Regions from separate parts of the Mus musculus genome. Here region 1 is linked to region 2. Evidence: chromatin contacts called from public promoter capture Hi-C data. All regions are on one chromosome and are shown on one strand. The core of a region is the stretch at or near the end of the contact, and the rest is flanking DNA. Distances in the headings are between cores, read along the strand shown. Region 1 holds the start of Nmi (N-myc (and STAT) interactor). Region 2 has its middle 19 kb from the start of Gm25215.

Region 1 (2,815 bases), core at 143-2,642, 2.6 Mb after region 2:
GTCCTGAGTTCAATTCCCAGCAACCACATGGTGGTTCACAACCACCTGTAATGGGATCCGATACCCTCTTCTGGTGTGTCTGAAGAGAGCTACAGAGTACTCATATACATTAAATTAAAAGAAAGGAAGGAAGGAAGAAATTATAATGTATCCATGTTGTATAGACCAGAAACAAGTCAAAAGATGGATACAATGTTAACAATTAAAAGATCCTAATTGAATTTCTTTTACAATCAGGGCACACTTGATTGAATAAATCGAGTAAGTGGTCTGTCTGAGTGTAGTGGCACAGGTCTGTAACAGGAGGATCAAGAGTTCAAAGCCAGCACAATGTAAATAGAAAGCAGTTGCCTCAAATGTTTTCACTGCTATGCAGAAGTTTGCTTTATAGGCAGAGAAGAAAGCTGAAAATGCAGAAACTGAACTGATTGGTTCACAGTTAAGTTCTCTGCAAGTCAGGGCCGGGGAGACCGGAACAGAATAACTGATTGGTGAATGTTCAAGAGCTTTTTGTGGGGAGTAAAGGAGAGGTGATTTCATTCTCTGGCCCAGTGGAACCTGCTGCTTTCCCTCTCTCCTGGCTGGACAGGACACAGGAAGTTTCCTTCGGGGCACACAAGGTAGCTCGGGTGCCTTTGGAGCAGGAGTCCTCTTAACCCAAACCAGTGCCCGCTAGAACTTACATTGAATATTCTCCTTTCAACATCTCCTTCCAAAAACAACAACAACAACAACAACAACAACAACAACAACAACAACAACAACAACTTACATATTCTGAAAAAGTGAGGCAGGACTACAGAACTCAGCACCTGCCAAAGAAATACAAATAATAGTCTTCCTGAGAAATCCATTTTTCTAAGAACCTTCTGGAGCCAGTCCCAATGACTGTAAGTTTCCTTTTCCCAGGAAGGGAAGCAACCCATGGCCGGAGCGCCTGGAGCGGGCGAGTCTCCAGGCAGCGCACTGGGGACCCAGACCCCGAGTCGCGGCGCTGGAAGCCGCCGCCCACCGCGCGCCGGGTGGAGCATCCCTGAGCGCGGGTGGTGGGACCGCAGGGACGCGGCGGACCGAGGATGGATCAAGCACTCACCCGCTCGCTGCGCAGCTCCCGGAAGCCGGTGCCTTAGAACTGAACTCTACCTCGAAAACACTAACCTGGCTTCAGCGACGAGCAGCGCTCAGTCCCAGGCCTTACTTTCACTTTCGGTTATTAGAAACAGGATGCTTCTGCTCCATGCCCTGAGGACTTCGTCCAGGGCGCCATTGCTGCTGTCTCTTATTATTGGCAGTAACTCCGAGACCTGCTTAGAAAAGCTTATTTATGTGCATTATGCGGAACACGCTGTTGAAAAGCTGGATGGAAACCAGAGCTCTCTATGCAAATCCTCTCTCTGTAACTTTTTAGACGGTTATAAAGTTTGACACAAGCACAAGATAAACCAGGAAGCTGAGAAAGCTGCTTCCTGGGTTGGATTTTATGACCCTTGAAAGTTTTCTTCTAAGCTTTGTTTTTGTTGTGAAGATTTTGTAAACAAACACATCGCTAGATGTGAACTTTTCCTTTGCTAGAAAAATAGCTGGCTTCCGTCAAGAACGGCAGTGTTCCCTAATCCTACATCAAGAACTGGTTACTCCACAGCTAGGCAGCACATGAGCACAGAGCTGTGGAAGACAGCAAAGAGCTATCAGGGCCTCCCTTCTACATGGTGGCGCTCTATATCTGTGCATACTAACTAACGGCTCGGAATAAAATGATGCACTTGGCAGAAGCAAAATTCTTTCCATCAAGAACAGTGATGGAGCCGGGCAGTGGTGGCGCACGCCTTTAATCTCAGCACTTGGGAGGCAGAGTCAGGTGAATTTCTGAGTTCGAGGCCAGCCTGGTCTTAAGAGTGAGTTCCAGGACAGCCAGGGCTATGCAGAGAAACCCTGTCTTAAAAAAAAAAAAAAAAAAAAGTGATGGGGCCCCTAGTTGGTAGCAGGATCTCTGTGAGTTGAAGGTTGAAGGCCAGAGTTCCAGAACAGCTAAGGCTACACAGAGAGACCTTGTCTGGGTAGGATGTGGACACGGGGAGGGGGGTGGGGGTGGTGAAGGCAGTGATAGGACCTACTTTTCAGTGACACCAGAGCCACATAGTAAGACCCTGTCTTTTAAAACAGGTTAAGGGTTTCTTTTGAGTTGTCAGCCCAATTAGAAAGAACAAACACTCAGTGAGTGGTGCACTGGATAAGGAATGGGGCTATCCGGACGTAATACACAGGGGTGGGTTTCCCCTTCGGAAAGGAGATGGGGAAGGGCTGAGAAGATGTGAGAGGGTGGGACTGGGAGGAGAGGAAGAGTTGATGTTGGGATATAAAGTGAATAAACAAATTACTTATTTTAAAAAAGAAACAAGTGGGGGCCTAGCAAACACAGAAGTGGATGCTCACAGTCAGCTATTGAATGGATCACAGGGCCCCCAATGGAGGAACTAGAGAAAGCACCCAAGGAACTAAAGGGAACTACAACCCTATAGGTGGAACAACAATATGAACTAAGCAGTACCCCGGAGCTCTTGTCTCTAGCTGCATATGTATCAAAGGATGGCCTAGTCGGCCATCACTGGAAAGAGAGGCCCATTGGACTTGCAAACTTTATATGCCCCAGTACAGGGGAACGCCAGGGCCAGGAGGGGGGAGTGGGTGGGTAGGGGAGTGGGGGGGGGTGGGTATGGGGGACTTTTGGGATAGCATTGGAAATGTAAATGAGGAAAATACCTAATTAAAAAAATTTTTAAAAAAAGAAAGAAAGAAGTGGTCTGAGTATTACTTA
Region 2 (2,965 bases), core at 401-2,900:
GCATTGCCACGCTTGTCTAGACACCTTCTCTTGATGAGGGGCAGAGGAGAGGGTCTGAAAGAGAGTGTGGGATGGGAAACTTTATAATGGTCAACTTAGAAATTATAATTAGTCACACAGAGGGCCCAACGGTCTAGCAATGATGGGATGTTATCACACCAAGTTTGGCTTGATGCCCAGGAAGAAGAAACTGAACAGCTGAAGGAGCCAAGTAATAAGAGATGGAATCTAGAGAGATAAGGCCACTGAAAGATCACAGTATCAAGGGCAGAAGAGGTGAGGTAGGAAATGCTCACTCTCTGTGTTCTCTCATGTCTGATCTTACGTTGCTGTCTTTCAACAAGAAACTTGAGGGTGAGATGGTCATGATGGAACACACTTATTATTACAGCATTGGGAAGGCAGAGACAGGAGACGAGGCCAGTCTTGGCAATGCTGTCAGACCTTACCTACACACACACACTCACACACACTCACACATGTACTCACACACTCATACACACACACACACTCACACACAGTCACACACACACTCACATACACACACATGCACTCACACACTTACATACACACACACATGCACTCACACACACACTCTCACACACACATGCACACACACTCGTATGCACACACACTCGAATGCACACACACTCGCATGCACACACGCACTCACACACACACACTCACACACACAGACTGAAGATGTAGTTCAGTAATGAAGTGCTGCTCTAGCATGCAATAGCACAAAGCCCTGTGCTCCATATCCACACAATATCAAAGAAGGAGAGAGACAGAGAGACAAAGAGTGAGAGACACACAGAGAGGTAGAGATGCTGAGAGACAAAGAGACAGAGACAAAGGGGGGAGGGAGAGCTGAATGGGAAGACATGGCAGGACTAGGAAGGCGGTGTGCAAATTTGAAGACTAACCTATATAGCAAAACCCTGGAAAGAGAGGAAGAAAAGAAACGTTGAGAGAGAGAGAGAGAGAGAGAGAGAGAGAGAGAGAGAGAGAAGAAAAGCTAACAATTTTTAAATTTATAAATTATTTATTTATGGCACTTGCCACTTAATAATTTCCAGGCTGACATTAACCATGAGTAACGGAAACCACAGAAGGCAGACCACAGGATAGAGGGGCTACTGAACAGGAGAGGATGAGCCAGGCTATAAAACTCTCCTTAGAAGACAGGATGAGGAAGCAGTAAATGAGGCCAAGCAAAGCCGAATCTGGGGCTGAAGCCGAGGAGCACTGAGAGAAATTACAAGGTGCCACTGGGTCTATGCATGAGCAGAAAGGCCAAAGGAAACAGAAACTACGAGATGAGGAAGCAAACACTAAAAAAAAAAAAAAGGCAGAAATAACAAGATGAGGAAGAACAGCTTAGTGTTGACGGTAGGAACTGGACGAATGTGACAGTTCCTCTCTCCCTCGCCTGACTCCACCGCGGTTCTCATGCCCTTGGTGGCTAGGATGTGTGGTTCTTCTTGGGTCCCTTGATCCTTTATAGACCACTCCAGAGGCAAAAGAACCACTGCTCTCAATGCTTGTTGCAGTGATCCGAATGGGTCTTTGTCAGTTAAATGACTCAGCCTCATTTTGAATGATCTTGTTGCAGCAGCTCTACCTACCTCTGAAGCATGGTTGCTTCCGTCTTTGTGCCTGCTTCCTGGATGTGCAGGAAGTGAGGTGGTGGTGCACATCTTCCTTTACATATTGCTTATATGGCTTGCTAAATTCCACACCTCGAATAAGCCATGACCCTAGAGGGACCCTGCCATACTCTTTCTAACTTTTTCACCTGGCAAATGAACATGGAAACAGGATGGCTCTGCTGCGTCTTAGAAATCTCAGAGTTTGCTGATCCCAAATAATAACAATACCGTAGAGTACTGTGGGCAAGAACACCGTTCCTTTCTGAAGTTGACTTTGTCGTGATGAACACTTGTTAGGGACCAGCTCACTCCCTAAAAATTGTTTCTGAACCTGCTTAAATCTTTCCAGCAGACAGAGAGAATATGTATATTTAAAAAATGTATCTGATGTCAAGTGCCATTCTCATTCCCTTTGAATAGTAAGAAAAAAGTATTTTTGAGCAGTTCAGATATTTAGCTCTGAAAATTAGCCAGTAAGGAGCTACTTGTATAATGTTCAGCATATTTATTTATTTATTTATTTTACAGACTCTCTTTTGAAATAAATCAGACAGAGGTTCCTTTCAGTTCCAGTGGGAGTTTTCAGCAAAAGGAGAAAGGAAGACTTCATACTCTCTAAACGGCATCAGAAGCCATTCATAGACTTCCTCGAGGTCTCTGCCTCTTCCCAGTGCCAGGACCCTGAATGACTTCTCACTATTGCCATTGTCCCTCTTAGGCACCAGCCTGGCAGCTGAGCCTCTGAAGATTCTAGCCTTTGGAGTATGGGAAGACGTTAGCATCAGACAAGTTCAAAGGCTCCATAGAGAAGTGAACTGCTCATGAGGAGATGAGGGCACAGGGCTGTCTGCACACACTCCTGAGCCCTGTTTCCTGTGTCCCATGCCTAGTTTTCCTGCATGAAGTCTGGAAAAATCTGTCACGGGAGCAGACAGAGAAGCAGGCTTCTCTTTGCAAAGTGTAGTAGGTTGTTTTCACAGCATCCACGATCATTTCCATCACTCCTTAGTGTCTTCATCATGTTTGCAGCCATGAATGAATTTCCCAAATACCATTTCTGGTAAGATTTCTGAGTGACTCAGGATGAAATAACTCATGAAAAACCCTAAAAGGGTCCCTGGGATGTTGTGCCTAGAGAACTTGAAAGGGAGGTTCACCTATGCTTGCCGCCTCTACTACGGTAGCTGAACAAATCCCCGTTCTGTATTTATCTTACCCCCTGTACTGACTGGTTTTATGTGTCAACTTGACCCAGGCTGGGGTTATCACAGAGAAAGGAGCTTCAGTTGAGGAAATGCCTCCATGAGATC

What was found. Promoter capture Hi-C pulls out the DNA fragments that hold promoters and counts their contacts.
Region 1: a contact with region 2 is called in a promoter capture Hi-C map of pre-B cells, with 7 times the contacts expected there. The contact joins the promoter of Nmi here to the enhancer-like site in region 2. A contact is called at or near these places in 2 of 39 promoter capture datasets (liver and pre-B cells), 1 of 115 datasets of contacts at active chromatin or transcription factors (large pre-B cells) and 1 of 9 other capture datasets (liver).

Annotation. Positions count from the first base shown.
Region 1 is chr2:51,971,816-51,974,630 of GRCm38.p6, forward strand. It overlaps Nmi (N-myc (and STAT) interactor), which reads right to left and starts at 1,393. Exons shown (of 9, transcript NM_001141949.1): 1 at 1,094-1,393; 2 at 773-812.
Region 2 is chr2:49,415,876-49,418,840 of GRCm38.p6, forward strand. No RefSeq gene overlaps it. Among named protein-coding and RNA genes, the nearest start is that of Gm25215, 19 kb to the left of the region's middle. Within about 2 kb of position 1,651, at least 120 of the 459 cell types and tissues checked have an H3K27ac peak or open chromatin away from gene starts, as enhancers often do. A contact at or near this core is called in pre-B cells, where this site is marked.